Regions from separate parts of the Mus musculus genome. Here all the other regions are linked to region 3. The links are chromatin contacts, called in public promoter capture Hi-C maps. All regions are on one chromosome and are shown on one strand. Each heading gives the region's core, a stretch centred on a gene start, on an enhancer-like site or on the middle of the called end of the contact. The rest is flanking DNA. Distances are from core to core; before and after follow the strand shown. Region 1 holds the start of Grb2 (growth factor receptor bound protein 2). Region 2 holds the start of Mrps7 (mitchondrial ribosomal protein S7). Region 3 holds the start of Mettl23 (methyltransferase like 23). Region 4 holds the start of Mrpl58 (mitochondrial ribosomal protein L58). Region 5 holds the start of Tmem104 (transmembrane protein 104). Region 6 holds the start of Usp36 (ubiquitin specific peptidase 36). Region 7 holds the start of Tmem94 (transmembrane protein 94).

Region 1 (2,707 bases), core at 160-2,659, 1.1 Mb before region 3:
TCCTTTGAGTTTCCTAGTTCCCAGGGGGAGAACTTAAACAGCCCCCTACCACCAACACCACCACCCGCCCCCGCCCCCCTGGCTCCCAAGTAGCCCTCCTGGCTGCCTGATGAATACAGTGGACGTTAAAAAAGGAATGCAAACAGGGAAGGTATCTCCCTCCAAAAGAAAAGGGGATCTTAGAACGACGGAGAAAATGAACAGTGCCCAAACCAGCAGAAACTTGAAAATTATAACGGAGGAACAGCAAGAAGGGGAAGTAGATTTTTTTTTAAAGGGGGCGGAGGGACCAATGACTGGCGCTACAGATGCTTTTCGTGTCCCTAGTAGCGTAGAATGGAGACAGAAGGCAAAAACGGAAAAGTGAAAGAGAGGTGAAGAAGTCAAAAACAAAAAACAAAACAAAAAAACAACAACAACAAAACCCAGTTTCTCTAGCCTCTTTCTGAGTGTCAACAGCACCGAAAGATGACGTTGAACGCGCTTCGGCTACCCGGCAAACTGCACTGCTATAGCTTTTGAACACAGCCTAAAATCCCTTTCTTACCAACCCACACGACCTAAGAGTGTTGCAGGAACCAACGGGGCTCTCTCCCCAAAATTCCTTCCTTCCAGCATTCCTATCCGCTGCTGCTGCTGCTTCCCCCCCACCCCCCAACAAGTATTTTTTCCCCCTCAAGTCCTTCTAAAAAGAGAAGCGCCCAACTCTCACAAAGACCCGTCGGCGGGTCCGGGTAACAATCATTCTAAGTCACGGTGGATTCCCGCACACAATTCCACCGCAAGATGCCAAGAGGCGGTGACGTGGTGGCCTTGCAGGTCAAAGGAGCATCAATCACCACGTTAGCTGCGGGCACCGAATCCCCCGCCTCCCGGGCTCAGTCAGCCTGACTCAGAGCAGCAGCCTGCGCCTCTCGGCTGCTCCGGGCTCCCCAGCGTCCAGCCGGACGGCCGCCACACCAGACCTCCCCGGCGGGCCGGGTCTCTGCCCCCAGCGGGAGGAAGACCGGCACCAGGAAGGAAGCGCCCCAAAAGGGGAAACGAGGAGACGGCTGCGCAGCCGCTGCGCTCGGGTCCCAGCCTTCCCCGGCCCGCGAGCGGCCCTCCCCGGCAGCCCCGAGCAGCCCGGGCCCGAGCCGCTCGCCGCCGCGCGGCGCGGGGACCACGGAGCTCCCGCTCACTTCCCGCCCGCTCCCCTGCACTCACCGTGACGCGCCGTCCACTCCGTCACCCGGCCCGGCCCGCCCTGCGCTGCCGCCCGCAGCCGCCAACCTCGCTGCTGCTCCCTGACTGCGGCGCCCGCTGCCCCGACCGCCGTCCCGGCCGCAGCCCCGCTCGCTCTCGCCGCCGCCGCCGCCCGATCGCAGAAGCAACAGAGCAACCTAGCTTCCGCTCCTCGCCAGGGTCCCGCGAGAACTTCCCCACGCGGCCCCGCCCCGCCGCGCCCCGCCCCCGCGAGACTTCCCCCGGCGGAAAAGGCCCAGAGCGCAAGCGCTCCTCCTCCGCTCCGCCCGGCAGGTAGCCTAGAGGGGGGCTTCGCGCATGCGTCAGCTCGGCCCGCAGCAGGTGGCACGGACTCGGCTCCGCCCCTGGGCCGTTGTAACCCTCTACGTGCCGGAGCAAGTGAATTACAGCTCTGCTCTAGAGGAACGGCGCTTTCCACACTCTAATCACGTCCTTTCTACCAAAACAAAGCAAAGAGGCACCGAGGAGCGGGGAGAGATCTCAGGATGGCTCAACCCAAATAGAGGACCAGTTCTAGAAACGTTTGGGGATCTGGTTCGTGCAACCTGCAGTATTCGATGAATTGTTTGATTAGTCTGTTCACGCAGTGAACCACATACCCAGTGTAAGTAAGCACTGTGCTGGGTAAAGAAGATGAAACAACGAGCAGAGATCCTGGCCTTCAAGAGGTTAAATCGAGAGAAGCAGCAGAAGAGTAAACAAGTAATGTCTTGGCTGGAGAGACCTCTCAGGTCAAAAACTGCTTGCTGCTCTTCCAGAGGACCTGCACCCACACCAGATGGCTCACAACTGTCTGTAACCCCAGTTCCAGGAGACTTAGTGCCGCTGGCCTCTGATAGCACTAGCATTCACCTGCACACACCCTCATGCGCGCGCGCGCGCGCGCGCACACACACACACACACACACACACACACACACACACATACACACACAGCTATAACACTTACACATAGCTCTTTGGGGGAATGCTGAGGAAGCCAAAAAGATAGAGAAAGGCTGGCTCTGTTCCTCAGCCCACTGTATAAAAGACTTAACAAAGAAGGTGATGTGGAACTGAGTACTGGAGGGCGAGTAGGAGTTCCACAGCACAGGAGCCAGGGTAAGCGCTTAGCCAACAAACGGAATGGCACAGAACAGAGAGATGGATGGAGGCGTGAGAAAGTCGTGTTCTGTGCGATGCAAAGTGCATAGATAGGTTCCTGTGCGGGGCTGCCGGTTTTGGGGGAGTAGTAGATGAAGCTTGGAGAAGTACCTCTCAGTTCCAAAAGCTCTTTTCAATTATAGGAGAGCAAGAACACAGCCAATGTCAATGTGTTCTCTAGAAGCCAACAAAATACAGTTAAGAATACCCAAGCCTCTGCTACAATAATGAGTCCACTAAAATAAGGCAAGTGAATTGTTCTTTCGACAAGTGTTTACTGAACATCATTTGCAATTGAAAATGCCTTTCAGAGCAAAAG
Region 2 (2,700 bases), core at 90-2,589, 1.2 Mb before region 3:
ATCCAGCACTGTACACTCCCCAGAGAACTGTCACATATAGGGAGATGGCTCTATGCCCTGCCCGCAAACATCAGACACTGCAACTGTGATCTTACTTTTCTTTTGGGATGTAGCTTCCCTTAAAGCTAATTTCAATCTCCTGAACAGTAGTTCTTAAGGAAGGCCATGCCTCTAGGAACAACACTCAAGACATCAAAGAGACAACTGTATTCCGTAAAGGATTTCCAGCTCAGGGCTCTACAAAGACGTCTTACCTGATTCGTCTCCATTTCAGAGGCTCTCCCGGGGCTAGCCCTTAGTAAAGTTAATTTATTGACCCTTGATAAGGCGTGATTAACCAGCCTTATTAACCCTTACTAAATAACCTGGATGAACTGTCCGCTAACGTTAAACCTTATTCCTTTGGAGCAATGTACAAATTAGTAAAGATAGCAACACGTCGATATAGCAGCAGTCATTGTTTTTTGAGTTACTCAAGAGCGGGTTATCTCGTTAAAATGAGTGCGTGCATATATGTGTGTGTGTGTGCGCGCATGTGTGTTCCTTCAGTACATATTTAGCACGCTTCGTGGTATATTGTTCCCTGTAGTCGCGCTTTGGAAATGAATTCTCACTTCCAGCATCCTCACTGAGGATGGTCCCACTCTGGAAGCTGCCAGCTGTGTTGTGTGTGCGGCGTGGCACCGCTCAACCCTCCCCGAGGGACCTGTCCAATGCCCGGTCCCAGAGCACAGGCTGGGTGCAGCCCCACCTCAACCTCCCCACGACGCCCGCCTGTCAGCCCAAGGCGCCCGGGTGTCGCTTTCCGGGCCTGCAGGATCTCGCGCTGCAGGTGTCACCCGCGGGAGCCTGAGGACGCGCGGCGGGGAAGGGCCGCTGCTCGCAAGGGGTGTGAGCGCCGGATGCTCGCCGCGAGGCGACGCCGGGTGTGGACTGCCGCGGGCCGCCGCGGCGGAGGGGATGGCGCAGGGAGGGAGGAGGCAGGCCCGTGGTTGGAGGTCAGGTAGAGGCGGCCCCGGATACTCACTCAGCCAGGACTCCAGGCTCTCCCCTTCCGCCTCCGCCATATTGCAGCCGCCCGGTCCGGCCCTGCGCCCTCAAGCCTCGCGAGGTTCTGCGCGAGCAGGGCGGGGGCGGGGCCCGCATGGGGGCCTGAGCGCGCCGAGGGCTGCGGTCCACGGGCGCGCCGGACCGCGTCGGAGGCCGCGAGGGCGAGGATGTGTCTTCGCTTCTTCCTCAGAGGGAACCTCTGAAGGGAAACCCACGCCCGAGGAAAGTGCGCAGGCTCTCATCCGTGTCCTGTCGCTCACTCACGCAGGCGCGCTGTGGGCAGCCCTCCGAGGTCCTGACAGCGGCCAAGATGGCTGCCCCCGCGCTGCGCGCTCCGCTTCGCTGGTCCGGGCTGGCCCTGGGAGTGAGGTGCGCCGTCTGGAACCTTCCAGGGTGAGAAGGCAGCGCGTAGCCGGGACCGCCGCTCGGACCTTCACGGGAGGACCTGGGGAAAGGAAAGAAGCCGCAGGCGAGCTGCGCTGAGTTCTGGCGCGGGAGGGCACTAACTCGGGGCGCCGAGATGGCTGACTCCAGCCATTAAACGGGCCGGTTTGGGGGCTTAGTACCCTGTCCTATGCCTGACAGGCCGGGATGACCTAGATCGGTTCTACCCGGAGCCGAGAGTGCGGCCCTGCTAGAGATCGGAGAACTGGCTTGCGACGGAACAGTGGCCAGTTTCGGGGTGGGGGCTGCCTACCTCTTGGGACAAGGGTCAGAACTGCTGTCAGGTTAGCAGGCGGTCCCAGCGCCACCGTCCCTCGTCAGCGTGATGGCACTTGCGGCTTACTGTTAAGTCAAGCTTGTTCACTTTTGTGGAGTCACAGATTCACCCGTAGGGTTCTGTCTGCTTCCTCCTCGCCCCACTCCCAGGCTCACACAGGTGAGGGGGAGCCGCTATGCCCCCGAATTCCGGGAGCCCTTGATTGACAAGGAATATTACCGCAAGCCGGTGGCGGAACTCACCGAAGAGGAGAAGTATGACCAGGAGCTCAAGAAAACCCAGTTTATCAAAGCTGCGGCCGCGACTGAAACCAGCTCGGTGTTCGCAGACCCGGTCATCAGGTTTGGCGCAAATGCTCCTCTGCTGTGGGCTGGAACTCACCTGGGGCAGTTTTCTGCTGAGGGATCCGGAGTACAGCCCGGGAAAGCTAACCATGTTTTTCTCCTTGAAGCAAATTCACCAACATGATGATGAAGGGAGGCAACAAAGTTCTGGCCCGGTCTCTCATGGCTCAGGTAAGGCCGCTTCTTCCTCTTCAGCTTGTCTTTCTTTTCCCTCAGGCTTGGTGTCTGCGTTTTACACCATGGCTTCAAAACTAGAAAACAGGTTTCTATTCCTGCCATTAAAATTTCCAAGATCTGAGATTGGTGGTGCCCACCTCAAATCCCATCGCTGGAGAAGGCATTTGAATCCAGCACTCGAGAAGCAGAGATAAGTCAGGCCTGCTTGAGCTACAGAGTGAGTTCTGGAACAGAGCTACTTAGTGAGATCCTGTCTTAAAAACAATCAAAACAGAGCCAGAGGTAGGCAGATCTCTGAGTTCCAGACAGCCAGAGCTGTATATTAAGATCCAGTCTTGGGGTGGGGTGGGGGGACAACCTAACAATAAAAGAGGCAGAGTTGGGAAAAGTTTGAGGCCAGGATGGTCA
Region 3 (2,700 bases), core at 175-2,674:
CTTCTTCCGAAGTAGGACTATAAACAGGTCAATGTGTAGGGAAGACTTTCATTGCTTTTACAAGGTTAGACAGAGTTCTGCTAACAGGCTTGCGGATTTGTGTGTGTTTATCCAGAGACAGGGTTTCTTTGTGTAGCCCTTGCTGTCCTGGAACTCATTCTGTAGCCCAGGCTGGCCTTACAAAAATACCACTGCCTGTCACTGTCCATGGTTTTTGAAAACTTAACGTGAAATAATTTACCTGTAAGGGGGTCTGCGTTTCTCCCCCGCGTATTGGAAAAGATCATCTGTGAAAAACTTGGGCACCTTGTAGTCTTCCAAAAGTTTCCTTCTTTTGGGGTGTTCGCCATAGCTGCTATCGAAGATGTAAAGGGGACTGTCATCGCGGGTGCTCTCCATGTACTCGATGTAGTACTTCATCTTCATCTTAACCGAGTAGCCGTCATTATCCTCGCCGCACTTGAACTTCTGGTTCCGGTATTTCCTTTTGAGGCGCTCCAGAGTCCATTTCTCCTGTGCGGACCAGCCCTCTTGTGCATTGAGCAGAACCACGGGCTTGTAAGGCCTCTCGTAGCGCTCCACGAACTCTTTCACCGACAGCTGTAAGGCATCAGCTCTCTCCACGTTATCCTGCGGGAACAACAAAAGACCTGTCCCGTTAGGACACTGGAACAAGTCCAGTGGCGGATAAAGGTGTCCCACAGGGCCAATTAGCAAAGACACCCGTGAGCAATGGCACACACGAGCAAGGAACGAGCGAGCCTCTGCTCCTCCAGGGGGCCGGAGGGACGGAAGGAGGCCCACGTGCGTGCGGGCGAGCACGTCGCACCCGGAGCCACCCCTTCACGGGAGGGAGGGGCCCGAAGCTCCCACGACCGAGCGAGTTTTGACAGCCGGGCTGCGGGGCCCCATCGGGGGACCAGCGGCCCTCGGAAGGCGGGCAGCCGTCGTGTGGGGTCCCGCGCCCCGCTCACCGGCACGGCCGCGGGGTTCAGCGGGTAGCTCTCGTAGTAGTTGTGCCGGGTCCAGTCGAGCGAGTCCTTGAGCTCCGGCCGCGCACTTCGCTTGGCCTCGCGGATGCGCTTCTTGCTCTTGTGGTTCATCGTGAGCCGCTCGCCGTCCGGTTCCGCCCCGACCCCGACGCGGCTCGCGTTTCCTGCCACCAAACGCGCCCTCCCTCCCTGGCTGGCGCGGCCCCGAGACGCCCTTCGCTCCGGCCCGGCGCCTTTAAAGTCGCCTTCCAGAAGATTCACTCCTCAGCCGCCACCGGAGCTTTGGGTTGGGCGAACAGCGGCCTTCCTCCCCGCCCCACCGCCTCATGCGGTCCGCCATTGGCCTCAGCGACCTGCCAGACCCGCCTTCATGCACGCCAATTGGGCGCCATGTTGGGAAGGTCGCGTCGCCGACGCCCTGCCCCTCCCTGCTTTGGCCTACGCAACACTTCCGTCTGCGCGTCGCTTCCCTGCGGTCTCCTTCCGGCCGGGCCCGCTGCGGCCTCCGGCTTCCTGTGTTTGCCATGGACAGTGTCCGGCCCCGCGCTCCTTGGGCACCGCCTCCTGACCCGGCGTCCCTGGACTCCCCTACGTGCGAGCCCGGCCTCATGGCCGGGACCCAGCTCTTTCGGTTCCGGGAGGAGCCAGTTCCCGGAGGCAATCGGGCGGTGCTGGAGGTCCGCGTCCCGCAGGTGCGTGCGGCGGCACCCACGTGGGAGCCCCCTGTTTGGAGCGGGAGTGGGTTGTCCTTCAGTTCTCGGCTTCGTTCATTAGCACCAGGTCTGGTGTGAAGCCCGGTGAGGGGTTAAGTGCGCTCCAGTGACACATTTAGGGACAGTGCCAGGAAGTTCACTGAATTCCACCAGGAAAGTGGCTGTCTTGTCCTGTGATGCTAACTTTGTACTCTTTTGAAAGCATCTGTCAGTATATCTAACACGGCCTGCCCCCCTCCCCACCAAACCTCCGGGTACTCTTGATTGAACCTCTGCCTGTTAGGCAAGTGCTCCGCCACTGAGTGGTAGCCCTAACTCTCTGTTTTATTTCTGAGCTCAGGCAGGCTTTGAATTTGAACCCCCGTTTCCCGCTTCTTAGGGTTAGGAGTGTGCGCCACCATGCTGGCTTAAACAGTGCCGGGGCTCGAATCCAAGATCCATACACGATAGATGATAGTTGTGCTTTTGAGTTTATCCCAAACCCCGTAATCTTTGCTGTTTAAATTTTGGGACCAGGGATTCCTGTCTCCAACACCCCAATAAAATTTTATACATCGGCACTGGCTTGTTCCCTCCGAGCTCATAGCTACTCTAAAACTGACTAACTCTTCCCAGGTAGTCGGGTTTTACAAAGGATTTTCGTGTTGTAATGTAGGCAGCTGGACCATAGGTAGGTAGGTGTCCCTGGCAATAGTAAGGGGAGCAGAAGGTATAGCCTTCTGCTATACAATGCTGCCACCTGTAGCAGTCCTCGTTTGTTTGTTTTTTTTCCCAGACTTCTACACAAGTGAAGCAGAGATTTTGTTTTGAGACAGGGTCTCTCTATGTATCCCTGGTTATTGTGGAACACATTCTGTGAACCAGTCTGGACTCAGGGTTCACCGTGCCTCTGCCTTTGGAGTGTTGGGATTAAAGGTGTATTCCTCCGCCCTCCCAGCAGCCTCTAACATTAGAGAAGAGATTCTTGGCTGTGTACTACAGAGAAATATTTCAGG
Region 4 (2,941 bases), core at 410-2,909, 1.4 Mb before region 3:
AGATGCCTGTATTTAGAACCACTTCCAGTGATCTGCCTCCCATCCCTGGCTGGGTATAAGCAAAGCCATTCATCACAACTCTCACATGGGTGTGAGTGGCTTATAAGGCTGTTTTGTAGATAAAAACAAAAAACCTGAAGTTGATTCAACTTGACTGAAACTCAACTTACAAAAATGAACTGCTGCTGGGCATAGTAGCACTTGCCTTTGATCCCAGCAGTCAGGAGGTAGAGCAGGTGCATCTTTAAGAGTTCAAGGCCAGCCTGGTTTACAGAGCGAGTTTCAGAACAGTCAAGGTTACACAGAAATACTGTCATGAGGAAAAAAAAAAAGAAGAAAAAGAAAAACCAAACCAAAGAACAACAAAAACGTGAACTACCATGAAATTCACTTGACCCACAGTCGTGGTATGTCTGTGATGTGACACACTCTGCATGTTTGGGATACAGCAGAGACCTTACATTCTAACTTGGAGACAGGCAATATGTTAGAACATAAGACTGGGCCTTGGAGTAGTGGTACAAATCTGAACACCTGTGAGGTGAAGGCAGGAGGGTCAGGAGTTCAAGACTAGTCTGAGCTAAATAGGTTGAAACCCTGTCTCAAAACACAAGCAAAAGACAGACCTGGTTGGGTAAGCTTTTAATACCAATGCTCTGGACTGAGAGGCAGGCAACCTGCTGTATATAGTGAGCTCCAGGCCAGCTAGGGCTACATAATTGAAACCTGCCTAAATAAATACCACAAAACCAACCCTTAAGCTCAAAATCGAACACACAAAGATTGGTTGACTGTCTATCCACTCATCTATCTAAAGCAAGTTAGGAATGTGGCTCACACTGAACAAGGGATAGGAAAGGGCAGGGAAAGTCCGAGCTTAGCAGGTAAGGTCGTCCTTGCTGTATCTAGTTAGGTTGCTCAAGGGTCCAGGGAAGGAGAACAGACTCAAAAAAGAGAAAAGGGTGTTTCTAGGATGCTAGATCCAGTGTTTGTTTATGTATTTATGCATTTATATATTTGTTTACATACACACACATTTAAAATGATTTTTCCAAGACAGAGTTTCTCTGTATAGAAGCCTCGGCTGTCCTGGACTCACTTTGTAGACCAGGCTAGCCTAGGTCCACCTATCTCTGCCTCCCAAGTGCAAGGATTAAGGCCTGGCCATGTATGTATGTATGTGTGTATGTATGTACTATTATTATTTTTTTTTTATGGTTTTTCAAGACAGGGTTTTTTTTCTGCATAGCCCTTGCTGTCCTGGAACGCACTCTGTAAACCAGGCTGGCCTCGAACTCAGAGATCCACCTGCCTCTGCCTCCCAAGTGCTGGGATTAAGTGCCACCACGCCTGGCCATGTATGTATTATTTTTATGACAGGGGCTATGTGACTAGGTTAGGCTCTCATCTGCCTTAGCCTTGAGAGCAGTGCTGGGACTGCAGGTGAGCACCGCTCAGTCAGACCCATACAGGAATCTTTTTAAGAAAAATCTCCCGTAGGTGGTCTCTATCTGCCGGTCAACCTCTACCAGATGTCAGCTGGGTGCGCACCACTTCCCACCATCACCGCCAAGGTGGACAGCCCGGAGCCCGAGAAACCCGGCGGAACTTAAGAGCCAGCTCAGCCAAGGCTGGCGGACCGCCGGAAGAGTGAGCACCGGAAGCGGTCCTGGGAGGTGAACATGGCGACCGCCTGGGGCCTACGCTGGGGCCTGAGCCGAACTGGAACGTTGTTGCTCGCGCCGCCCGCGCGCTGTGCTCGCCGGGCTCTGCACAGACAGGTAGACGGCACCACGTTCCAGAGCATCTACAGCCTGGACAAGCTGTACCCCGAGTCCAAGGGCGCGGATACCGCCTGGAAGGTCCCGGTGAGCCGAGAAAGGCGGGACGGAAAGGGCGGTTCCTCCCGCTGCTAGGTGACGCGAGGAAGCCGGGCGGCTTGCAAGGTTTTGGTTGCCCCAGGAGGAACTGATCGCCCTAGTAACCCGGCCGGAGGTGCGGGATGTGCTGGGACTGTAGAGTGTGATTGCAACCCTCGTGGCTCGGGTAGTGCAGACCCTGGGAGAGAGCCGCCACATACGCGTCTTTCTAGATCGTTAGTTTGTCCACGTTTGCTTCCCGGCCTTCAGGCTCACATTATATGGGAAGATGTGCATTATGGACCTTGAAAGTAGTAAAACCTGAGATCCGCAAGTTGGGACGTTACCCAGTCTTTTGACCCTAGTAACGTTAGGAAGCCTGAGACAAAGCTGGTTTGGTCCCTAAGGGTCCATGTTTAGCCTGCGTCATGTAGTGGTACTGCGTGGGGCCTGAGCAGGAAAGAGAGCATCTATTGAGCTGCACCTGTAGGATTGAAAGAGCATCAAGTATTTTCATTCATCCACTCGCACCTCATTCAGCAGACATCTTTTGAGAGCATGCTGTTAGCACAGTGCTAATTTGGGGCAGAGAGTAGTAAAACAGAAATCCTAAGGCTGTAAAGCTCGTATACTGGAGGGCGACAGACAAAAATAAATGAATAAACCCAAGTAACACTAAATATGATACTTCAGAGATAGTAAGACTCAGAAGGCAAAGGTGAAGCTAGAGATAATAACAGTTGTAGGTTTGTTGTTTGTTTGGACAAAGGATCTCATGTAGCCTAGGCTAGACTCGAACTTGCTACATAGCTGTGGGTGGCTATGAGCTCCTGATCCTTCCACGTTCATCTCCCACGCGTAAAGATTACTGGCATGTATCACTGTACTGATACATGTTGTGAGAAAAGCTCTTTAAAAGCCCTGGATGATCTCTAGTTTGCAGTGATCTTCCTGCCTCTCAAGTACTGAGATTACAGGCATATACCAACAAACCCAGCTAAGCATTGAAGTTTTAGGTAGAGTGATCTGGGAAAAGCCTGGAAGAATGGGCCACAGTGGCCTGAATCTGTAACCCAAGCACT
Region 5 (2,700 bases), core at 90-2,589, 1.7 Mb before region 3:
AACTATTGTCCCCTACAGAGCCAGCTTCTCAATCTGTCAGATGTTTGCCAACTAACCTCACAAAGAGTCCCTGAATCTCACTTCTGGCCTTTAAACAGTAGGCATCAAAATAATGAATTCAACATCTGGGACAAGCACACGTTAAGTCTCCAGAGGATACCAGGGAACGCCATAAGTAATTTAGAACGAGGGAAGAAGACATGGCTTTGTTTTTTTGTTACACACACATCTAGATGATGTAATCCCTCATTGAAAAGCCAAAAAGAAAGCAGAGAGATGGATGACAAGGAAAATAAATGAAAAATGAGCCCTCCACTTCAGCTTTATTCCTCCTGCATGTAATTCCCACCCCCAACCCCCCACTTTGAGTCACAGTCTCATTAAGTATCCCTAGCTGGCCTGGAACTTATTATATTGCCCAGGCTAGCCTCAATCTCACGGAAGAGATGGACCTGCCTCTGTCTCCCAAGTGTTGGGCCAGAATCAAAGGTGTACAGCACCACACAAGTGACGTTTGTTAAACAAGACAGGCTCCTAGATTAAGGCACCCTGTTTCCAATTGCCCTCCACGCTACAACCAGTCGGGTAATGAGTTAGTTACCTGGGCACATGCTCGGAGGTGTAGGGTACCAGGACCACCTTCTTGCCCACTAGCATGGTGTTCTGATTCAGCTTCATTGTAGCTGCCTACTAGTGGGGAGAGTTAAAGACTTCAGAGCCCCCATAGTGTCTTCCCACGCAGGGTGGAACTCTTTCTGTAGCAGTGGAGCTATGTTGACAGAAGAGCGTCCTGCCTTCCCCTCACAACTACGTGAAAGAACGGGGATTCTAAAACTCTTGTAAGAGAAAGAGCCGAAGTGGTCAATACATCTGGGCTCTCACCCAGGGGCCAAGTTCTGGCTCGGTTTCCAGCCCATTCCTACACAACATGCCCGTCCACCCCCAAATGACCTGTTAATCCTTTTTTTAACCTGTTTCCAACCCTAGCCTCCAGCGTCCAGAGTCCACGTCACTCGGCTCTGGCCCTTCCGTTTTCCTGTCCCCAAGCCCCACTCAAAGTTCTCAGGCCTCAGCCCTTTGCGTGGTTCCTCGGCCGTCTAAGCGCTGTAGTTTGCAAACTGCAAAGCTCACAACCACCCCCTGCCGAGGAAGGCGTCCCCAACGACAGGCGTCAGCGTCTGTCCCGGAGAAACAGGCTTTCCGCATGCGCGTAGAGGGGCTTGCTGTCCGCTTCCGCCAGGCAGACGGCAGCCGCAAAGCCCAATCCCGGCCCCGCCCCCGCGAGGCATCCAATCAACGCACTGCGCCCCTCCCCACGCGCTCGCTTGGACGGGGGACTGGGAAGCGTGCGCGTGCGCGTAGCGGGCGCTGGTGCGGGGCCGCTGGTGCCGGGTGGCAGCTGCAGAGCTGGAGGCGGTGGCCACTGTGCCTGGAAGCTAGCTGTGCTGCAGGTCTGGGACGGGCAGGAGGGCAGGACAGGGTGAAGATGGATGTGAATTTTAGAGTTTCACCTGGAAGGGAGGGGAAGGGGAGACTGAGGGACCGGCTCTGGAGAAGAGAGGGGAGGCTTAAGGGTGGGAAACCCTAAGGCAAAGCAAAAGGCAGGTGTCGGTGCGCGAGGCCCCATTTAAAAGAAGAGGCTTTGGGACAAGGAGTTAGGATGGAGGGGCGACCTTGGAAAAGCTGACTCCCGCTGTGGGCGGAGAAGCAGACAGCTGTGTGGGCTGTCCTGTGTAGTAGTGAGCTCATAGATAATGAAACGGACGTAAGCACTTTAGGGTAAAGGGGGCTGTGATGGTTAGTGAGGCTTAGAGGCCCGGAAAGCCCCTTCAGTCACTTGGAGTGTGAGCAGCATCCAGGCACCGAGAAGTGCCTTGCATAGCAAATCAAGTTAGAAGACATGGTCCAGGAAGCCGCGTCCCACCAAGGCTGTCTCATGGCAGATAGGGAGACCAAAGTGTCTGAGTTAAAAGGGCTACAGGTGAAAGCGGCAGACTGCAAACCCCCCACCCCCAGTCTCATCTCTGCAGTTAGAGAACTAAAGTCTACTCTTTTGTCTTAGGAGCTGCGGCTGCTGCTGCCACTGCATAGAAGTAACCTCTTGGGCCAGCCCTTCCTCACTCTCTGGAGATGGCAGGCGAGATCACAGAGACCGGAGAGCTCTATTCTCCTTATGTGAGTTCTTCTCCATAAATGTGTTCTGCTCACCACCATGCTCCTGGTTTCTAGAGAAGCCCACTGCTATCTGTGGACTATACTAATTATGGCCCTGGTTTAAATAGACCCTGGTGAAAAACACAACGGAAACTCCACATAGCTCCAGTCAGGTTCAGCTGTCTTAGCTAGACTCTATATATCAGGCTCGTTCCTCATTTGTTTATAATTTTTTAAAGCTTTTATTTTAAATGATGTGTCTACGTATGGATATGTGCATGCCTGTCAAATCCAAAAGAGGGCACCAGATGCCCTGGAGTTAGTTGTCGATGGTTGGATGCTGCTCAGTGTAAGTGCTGGAAGTGAACTCGGGTCCTCTGCAGGAGCAGCAGGTACTCTTAACTGCTGAGCTGTTTCTCCAGGCCAGTTCTCCTTTTAGACACCTATCAGAGAGCATCAAGCCAAATAGTAGTTAACTTGCTAGTCTCCCATAATATCTATCTCAGGACTCCCACAGATGACACACAGTTCTGCCAGTCAGCTGGG
Region 6 (2,848 bases), core at 99-2,598, 1.4 Mb after region 3:
CAGGGATGAGCAAATGGGAACACTAACCCAAAGGCATTTGCCACAAGGGCCTTAGGACCAAGGCAGGCTACTCAGCCAAGATCATTTTTGAAGCTATAGCAGGAAAAAAGTGTCTATCATTCTACCTGGAAGATACGGCTATGTGATGTAGGAGCGAGAAAAATGTTCGTGTAGTTCCCAGCAAACCCTCTAACATGCACACGCAGCACGTGTGACTCTCAGGCCAACCGGGATGCTTCCTCGACCCAGGTCTCTCAAGGACTAGGATACTCTGCACGCCCAATTTACATATCTAATTCGGAACTCAAGCCTGGCTCCTCCCTTCTGACAGATGTCATTTAAACAAAGCATTTCCTTCAGCTCTTTAAGCTGTTTTCCAAGAAATACTCAAGTCAGATTCTCAGGGTCACTTACATGCTGGCGAAGACAGAGCTGGGGCCTCCAAGGCATCCCACCGCAGAGCATTCCAAGTCAGGGAACAGTTGAACTACATGCTCTTTGGCATCCTCAGGCATCCAAGGTGCCTCCCTGTCTTAGGATGCTATTCCACCATCTCCATCACCAAGGGTCACGCCACAGACGCAGGCAGGCTCGCGCGCGCACACACAATCACACACCATAAGCAATGGGCATTTTGGTTAGAATGCTATCCTGCTATTACATTTCGGTGTGGATCCGTGTTAAGGATCTGACCCTGCCCTAGTCTATAAAATGGACTACAGCTATACCTCCACCCTAAGATTTCCAGCTCCGGGAACCTTCAAAGGAAAACCCGCTCTGAGAGAACAACCGCGATCCCAGCGACCTCACGTTCCAGAAGCTCCCTGGGATGAAGACTGATGCAATTCCCTGGCTACGCTAGGGTTTACAGGCACCCCTCACATCACCTGTCCCTTCCTCGGAGTCCCTGGCATCCCTTGTTCCTCCAAGTCCCTCGCACCCCAACCTTCTCCAGTGTTGCCCTACGCCCCTCTCACGCCCTGTCCTTCCCGGCGATCCCTGTCCCTTGCGTCCGATGTTCTTTCTGCGTTCCCCGGTGCCCTCGCCGGCCACGCACGCACCTGTCAGCCTTCGCTGGAGTCCCCAAAACCCGCGGGTAGAACGCGCACCCTCCTCGTCCCAAGCCCCGCGGAAGCTCCTGCGCTCCGCCGCGCCCGACCTCGACCTCCTAGGCCTCTCGGGAACCCGCGGAAGGCCCGCGCAGCACCAGCGTCCGATCCGGGCCGGGCCAGCATGCGCACCATCCGGGCCTCCAGAGCCTCACACACGTGTCACCACGACGTTTAAAGGAGCCGCACTGCAATGTGCTCCCTGAGTCCGCGTGAAGGGCACGTTCGCCTTAAGAGGCGGAGCTAACGGCGACTTGTCTCCCTGGACCCTCCCTTCTCTGCTATTCGCGACGCACACGTCACCCCTCCGCCCCGCAGGCCTGCCAGTCTACGCGATGACGCAAGCGCGTAGAGCTAAAAGCTCCGGAAGCGTCCCGGAGTCCAGAGACCCTGCTGCGGCTTGGCGTGGTTCCCGCGGTGTACGCGAGTGGCGTCACTTCCGCTTGCGTGCCTGACATTGCCAGTGCGCAGGCCCAGTGTGCTGCGGCGAGGAGCTCAGGGCTCACGTTCAGTGCAAGCCACCGAGGCTTTGAAGATTCACCGTTCGTTAGTTCTTACCTGCAGGCGTCCTTTTGAAAAAAAACAAAAAAACAAAAAAAACCCTAGCAAGCCGGGCATGGAATGAGGCCCTGGGTTCCATCCATCACTGCATGAAACAGGCGCTGTGGCACAAGAAAGCAGTTTCTGCAACTCTGAGGAGTGGAGGGGGTGGGGGATGATCAGAACTTAAACGTCATCTCTGGGATCCTTGAGATGCTGGCTATAGCCACTCCACCGCTTAACTTAAGTGGCCAAGGCTGGAGGATCATTGGAGAATGTCTTCTGGACCACGTAGCAGAACCTTGTCTTTAAAAAAGGGGGTGGGAGTGGGGGCTGATGGGGTAGTAATGGCAAAGACCAAATCCTGTTAGCCTATACCAATGTCCCTTTTAGAGCTAGAAAGATGGCTCAGAGGTTAAGATGGCTTGTCGTTCTTTCCAAGGACTTCCCAGCACCCATACAGTGGTGGTTCAAAATCTCATGTAACTCTACATGTGGCAGACACATATGACCTAAATTAGAAAAAAAAAGTTCTCTTAGTTTTAAAAAGATTTTGAATTACATACGTATAGGGGAAGAATATCTGAGTGTAGGTGCCTGTGGAGGCCACTGGTGTCTCATCCTCTCTTAGAACTGGAATTACAGGCAGCTCTAAGTTGTGAGCTCCCAGTGTGAGGGCTGGGAACCAAACTCTGGTACTCTGTAAGAGAAGTAGGGGCTATTAACTATTGAGTTCCAGTCCCAGAATCCTCCCTCTTTATTTAGACCGACTTCTTTGTTCTCTGACCACTCTTTGTGTCTGGCTGGAGCTGGCTCTATAAACCCACTGTTCTAGGCTGGCTACAATGAATTACTGCTTTTGCTGTCCCGAGCCTGATACAGTTCCTGGGAAATTCACTGTTTTAGCACGCTTCCTGTGTGGGAGCTGGCACCTGGCATAAGACCTAGGTTTTTAATCCAGATGTTGTTCTAATTAGCCTGTTACTTTGCAAATTTCTCTTACTTGGAGGCTTGATCTGTGGGGACAAAAAAATAAAATAAAATTCAGAGTCAGTAGCTCAGTTGGCAGGTAATAAATTTAGTCCCCAGGCTGGGCGATAGTGGCACACACCTTTAATCCCACTCAGGAGGCAGAGGCAGGCAGATCTCTAAATTCAAGGCCAGCCTGGTCTACAGAGTGAGTTCCAGAGAGCCAAGGA
Region 7 (2,911 bases), core at 367-2,866, 1.1 Mb before region 3:
GGTTCTGTAAGAAAGGCTGAGCAAGCCCCGGGGAGCAAGCCAGTGAGTGGCCCCTCCCCATGGCTTCTGCATCAGCTCCTGCCACCAGGTTCCTGCTCAGTTTTTCTTGTCCTGACTGAGTTCTTATCTTGACTTCCTTGAGGATGAACCAAAGTGTGAGCTGAATAAAGCCTTCCCTCCCTCATGCTTCTTTGATCATGGTGTTTTATCACAGCAAGCGTAACCTTAACTAAGGCAGGATTCCCCAAGGGCTCCAGGTTTTGTGGAATGAAGTAGAAAGACCCCAGACCCAGGTAACTAACCAGTTCTGTGCAACAGACAGGGAAGCAGCATGGGAAGGGAGTGTTTGGGCTAAAGTTTCACACGGGCATGTATTTGCATATTGGCTGGGGGTTTTGTTTGTTTGTTTTGAGACAGGGTTTCTCTGTGTAGCCCTGGCTGGCCTGGAACTCACTCTGTAGACCAGGCTGGCCTCAAACTCAGAAATCCTCCTGCCTCTGCCTCCTAAGTGCTGGGATTAAAGGCGTGTGCCACCACTGCCTGGCTGCATTTTGGCTGTTATTAGCTGCAAAGAAATGTAAAAGCTCAGAGAGCTACTGAACAAAGTACTCCAGCATGTTTAAGACTGTAGTGAGTCCATGTGGCAATGAGCCCTGAAAGTGGCTATGTGGCTATCTCCATCATGTTATGAGCATCTATGGTTATGTGGAGAGATTTGGACTTCTCCATCTGTAGTGATAAACTACAGATGTTTGTGTTGAAGGTTTGTGCCAAGGTTCTATGAGTGTTCAAGGTAACAGCTGAACTGGTTTAAACAGAGTTAAATCAGTAAAATGGCTTCTTGTCTAGCCGAAAAGAGGGATTGTAATCGCATGATTAAATTCATTATTATAAGGAAGGGGCTCTTTTTTCCCAGGACCAGATATGACCCTTTCTGACTTCATAAACAGAAAAAAAAACTTTTTTTTTTTTTTTCTAAAAGCAACCCTTCCAGACTTAGATCTCTGGGAAAATGGAAGTAAATACTGACACAGGCTTATTTTGTTTTCCCAAGAGAGGGTTCCCAAGCGATTTCTCTAATTAGTCTAGAAAAAAAAAGTTGTTTTCAAGCTTGTTTTTCCTTTTAGATTTCAAATGAACTGAGGGTGAAATAACAGTATTGCTTTAGATTCTCCAGCTTTGGTTGGTCCATAATATTAGTACTGAGGGACTTTTAAAGATTAAGGAAGAATTGAAGAAAATACAGATAAGGCGATTTTTCAAGGGCCTCATTAAAAAATAATAAAGGGCAGAAGGTATCACCTGACCATGGCTCTAGAAAAATTTAGTGGGTAAACTAATGGGGAGGAAATTGTATGATTGCCTCTAGTCTGGTTCTATAGCGCTAAAAACGCGGGAGCTTCGTGCCGGAGATAGGACCCAGGCTTCCCCGGATCGCTTTAGAGTAACAATCACACAATTCCGCCAGGCTCCCGGAGGGGCGGTGGAGGTTACAGCTGAGCGCACCAAACAGCCAATAACAAATCAGAATCTTCCGCCTACCTCGAATTTCAACCAATCAGCGTCGGGATCTTTGGCTTGTTGGCCTGCGCGTCTGTTGCTGGGGGAAGGCGGCAAGCCTCCTCAGAGTTGCCCACAACGGACATGGCTGCGGCCCCTGGAGGCGGGGAGGTGAAGTGAGGAGGGGGCAGGGAGGGGTGAGGACGCGGGCGAGGAAGACCGTCCGAGGGGGCCCCGGTAAGTACGAGAAGGCCCGCGGCCCGAAGTGGGGAGCAAGGGGGCGTGGGGCTCGGCCTGCTGCGCCCTCTGAGTTCCTACCCGAGGCGAGGAGCGCCTGGGGTGTGCACCTAGCAAGTGGCACCAAAGGGGGTGTCTCTCTGTGCTGGAGGAGAGGGGCCGGCCGGCGCCTGCCTGCAACTCCGGGCCGGCTCCTTCCCTCACGTCCTCAAGGGTTTTTTGGTTTGTTTGTTTTCGTTTTCTCATGTCCCCTCTCTGTCCTGGCTTGCCCCTTGCCGGGGTCCCACGTCAGAAATAAAGGTTGTGTCCAACAAAGAACCCTTGGCCCAGGTCCGCCGTGGCTGGGCCCCGGGCCAGCGACTGCCAATCCTGATGCCACGAGTGTTTATTTGTAGGCCCCTGGGTGTCCCCGGCCCAAATAAAGGCGGTTTTCTGCCACAGCGCGCGCTGTGCTCGCCGCCCGGAGTGGACGGGATCTCTGCACCCGCCCGCCTGCTAGACACTGCGAGGGACTTCCAGTTCAGTGCAAGGCTGCGATGTTGCAGTTGGGGCGTGCTTCCCCGATTTTAGAGTCACATAAAGATGCTTCGGAAGCCAGCGTAGCACCACAGCCTTTGCAGTTCTGTAAAGCAGTTTCCCTGTTTTTTCCCTACCGCGAAACCCTACAGTTAAAAGCCTTGGGGGAAGGTTCAGTACCTAAAGCAACAACAAATAAGAGTGACGGAGGGAATAGAAAAGTTTGACGGTCACTTTCAGAGTCAGACCATTGTACAGTGTAGGCTCATCCTGGAGAACGAATTAGCAGTTCAGACAGAGTCCCCGGACACTCTGCAGTGGAATGTCACCGGCTGTATTCGCTGTCACTTCTCTCTTGGCAGAATTACAAGCAGGGGAACCTAGAGTCTGGCGAGCACTGCATTAACAAGCTACCTCTTTGATAATCAGTACCCCCAGGTAGTTTGAGAGGTAACTGCCCTTGAACGCCCGCCTCTGCACATTCCACTTGGTATAAGACCTCAATAGATGGTTAGAAGACAGGCAGGAGGCTGGCCAGGCCACAAGAGGGAAAGAAATCAGAAAACACTTGACATTTCTATTTTAAGTGGCTAGGAAGTGCCAGCTCCCAGGGAAGAGAGTCAACCTCAACCGTTTGGAAGGCTTACCTCCTGAAGAA

Evidence for each region. Promoter capture Hi-C pulls out the DNA fragments that hold promoters and counts their contacts.
Region 1: a promoter capture Hi-C map of pre-B cells shows a contact between it and region 3, with 4 times the contacts expected there. The contact joins the promoter of Grb2 here to the promoter of Mettl23 in region 3. A contact is called at or near these places in 1 of 39 promoter capture datasets (pre-B cells), 1 of 484 Hi-C or Micro-C datasets (CD4 T cells), 1 of 115 datasets of contacts at active chromatin or transcription factors (astrocytes) and 1 of 9 other capture datasets (liver).
Region 2: a promoter capture Hi-C map of pre-B cells shows a contact between it and region 3, with 7 times the contacts expected there. The contact joins the promoter of Mrps7 here to the promoter of Mettl23 in region 3. A contact is called at or near these places in 6 of 39 promoter capture datasets (the C10 cell line, erythroid cells, fetal liver and 2 more) and 1 of 9 other capture datasets (adipose tissue).
Region 4: a promoter capture Hi-C map of pre-B cells shows a contact between it and region 3, with 3 times the contacts expected there. The contact joins the promoter of Mrpl58 here to the promoter of Mettl23 in region 3. A contact is called at or near these places in 5 of 39 promoter capture datasets (hematopoietic stem and progenitor cells, liver, neutrophils and 1 more), 1 of 484 Hi-C or Micro-C datasets (B cells), 1 of 115 datasets of contacts at active chromatin or transcription factors (embryonic stem cells) and 2 of 9 other capture datasets (adipose tissue and liver).
Region 5: a contact with region 3 is called in a promoter capture Hi-C map of pre-B cells, with 5 times the contacts expected there. The contact joins the promoter of Tmem104 here to the promoter of Mettl23 in region 3. A contact is called at or near these places in 3 of 39 promoter capture datasets (erythroid cells, liver and pre-B cells).
Region 6: a contact with region 3 is called in a promoter capture Hi-C map of liver, with 6 times the contacts expected there. The contact joins the promoter of Usp36 here to the promoter of Mettl23 in region 3. A contact is called at or near these places in 3 of 39 promoter capture datasets (embryonic stem cells, liver and pre-B cells), 1 of 484 Hi-C or Micro-C datasets (liver), 2 of 115 datasets of contacts at active chromatin or transcription factors (astrocytes and extraembryonic endoderm stem cells) and 2 of 9 other capture datasets (adipose tissue and liver).
Region 7: a contact with region 3 is called in a promoter capture Hi-C map of pre-B cells, with 4 times the contacts expected there. The contact joins the promoter of Tmem94 here to the promoter of Mettl23 in region 3. A contact is called at or near these places in 5 of 39 promoter capture datasets (the C10 cell line, hippocampal neurons, liver and 1 more).

The regions. Positions count from the first base shown.
Region 1 is chr11:115,707,188-115,709,894 of GRCm38.p6, forward strand. It overlaps Grb2 (growth factor receptor bound protein 2), which reads right to left and starts at 1,410. Exons shown (of 6, transcript NM_008163.4): 1 at 1,207-1,410.
Region 2 is chr11:115,602,801-115,605,500 of GRCm38.p6, forward strand. Mrps7 (mitchondrial ribosomal protein S7) reads left to right here and starts at 1,340. Exons shown (of 5, transcript NM_025305.3): 1 at 1,340-1,443; 2 at 1,921-2,112; 3 at 2,223-2,286. The coding sequence starts at 1,361. It overlaps Gga3 (golgi associated, gamma adaptin ear containing, ARF binding protein 3), which reads right to left and starts at 1,116. Exons shown (of 17, transcript NM_173048.3): 1 at 1,028-1,116. The coding sequence starts at 1,067.
Region 3 is chr11:116,842,091-116,844,790 of GRCm38.p6, forward strand. It overlaps Mettl23 (methyltransferase like 23), which reads left to right and starts at 1,425. Exons shown (of 5, transcript NM_028865.3): 1 at 1,425-1,684. The coding sequence starts at 1,517. It overlaps Jmjd6 (jumonji domain containing 6), which reads right to left and starts at 1,359. Exons shown (of 6, transcript NM_033398.3): 1 at 975-1,359; 2 at 242-630. The coding sequence starts at 1,103.
Region 4 is chr11:115,402,093-115,405,033 of GRCm38.p6, forward strand. Mrpl58 (mitochondrial ribosomal protein L58) reads left to right here and starts at 1,660. Exons shown (of 6, transcript NM_001347645.1): 1 at 1,660-1,868. The coding sequence starts at 1,683.
Region 5 is chr11:115,186,148-115,188,847 of GRCm38.p6, forward strand. It overlaps Tmem104 (transmembrane protein 104), which reads left to right and starts at 1,340. Exons shown (of 10, transcript NM_001033393.2): 1 at 1,340-1,451; 2 at 2,063-2,175. The coding sequence starts at 2,131. Nat9 (N-acetyltransferase 9 (GCN5-related, putative)) reads right to left here and starts at 1,252. Exons shown (of 7, transcript NM_025400.4): 1 at 972-1,252; 2 at 602-690. The coding sequence starts at 678.
Region 6 is chr11:118,288,896-118,291,743 of GRCm38.p6, forward strand. Usp36 (ubiquitin specific peptidase 36) reads right to left here and starts at 1,349. Exons shown (of 21, transcript NM_001033528.1): 1 at 1,062-1,349.
Region 7 is chr11:115,763,817-115,766,727 of GRCm38.p6, forward strand. Tmem94 (transmembrane protein 94) reads left to right here and starts at 1,617. Exons shown (of 32, transcript NM_028014.3): 1 at 1,617-1,737.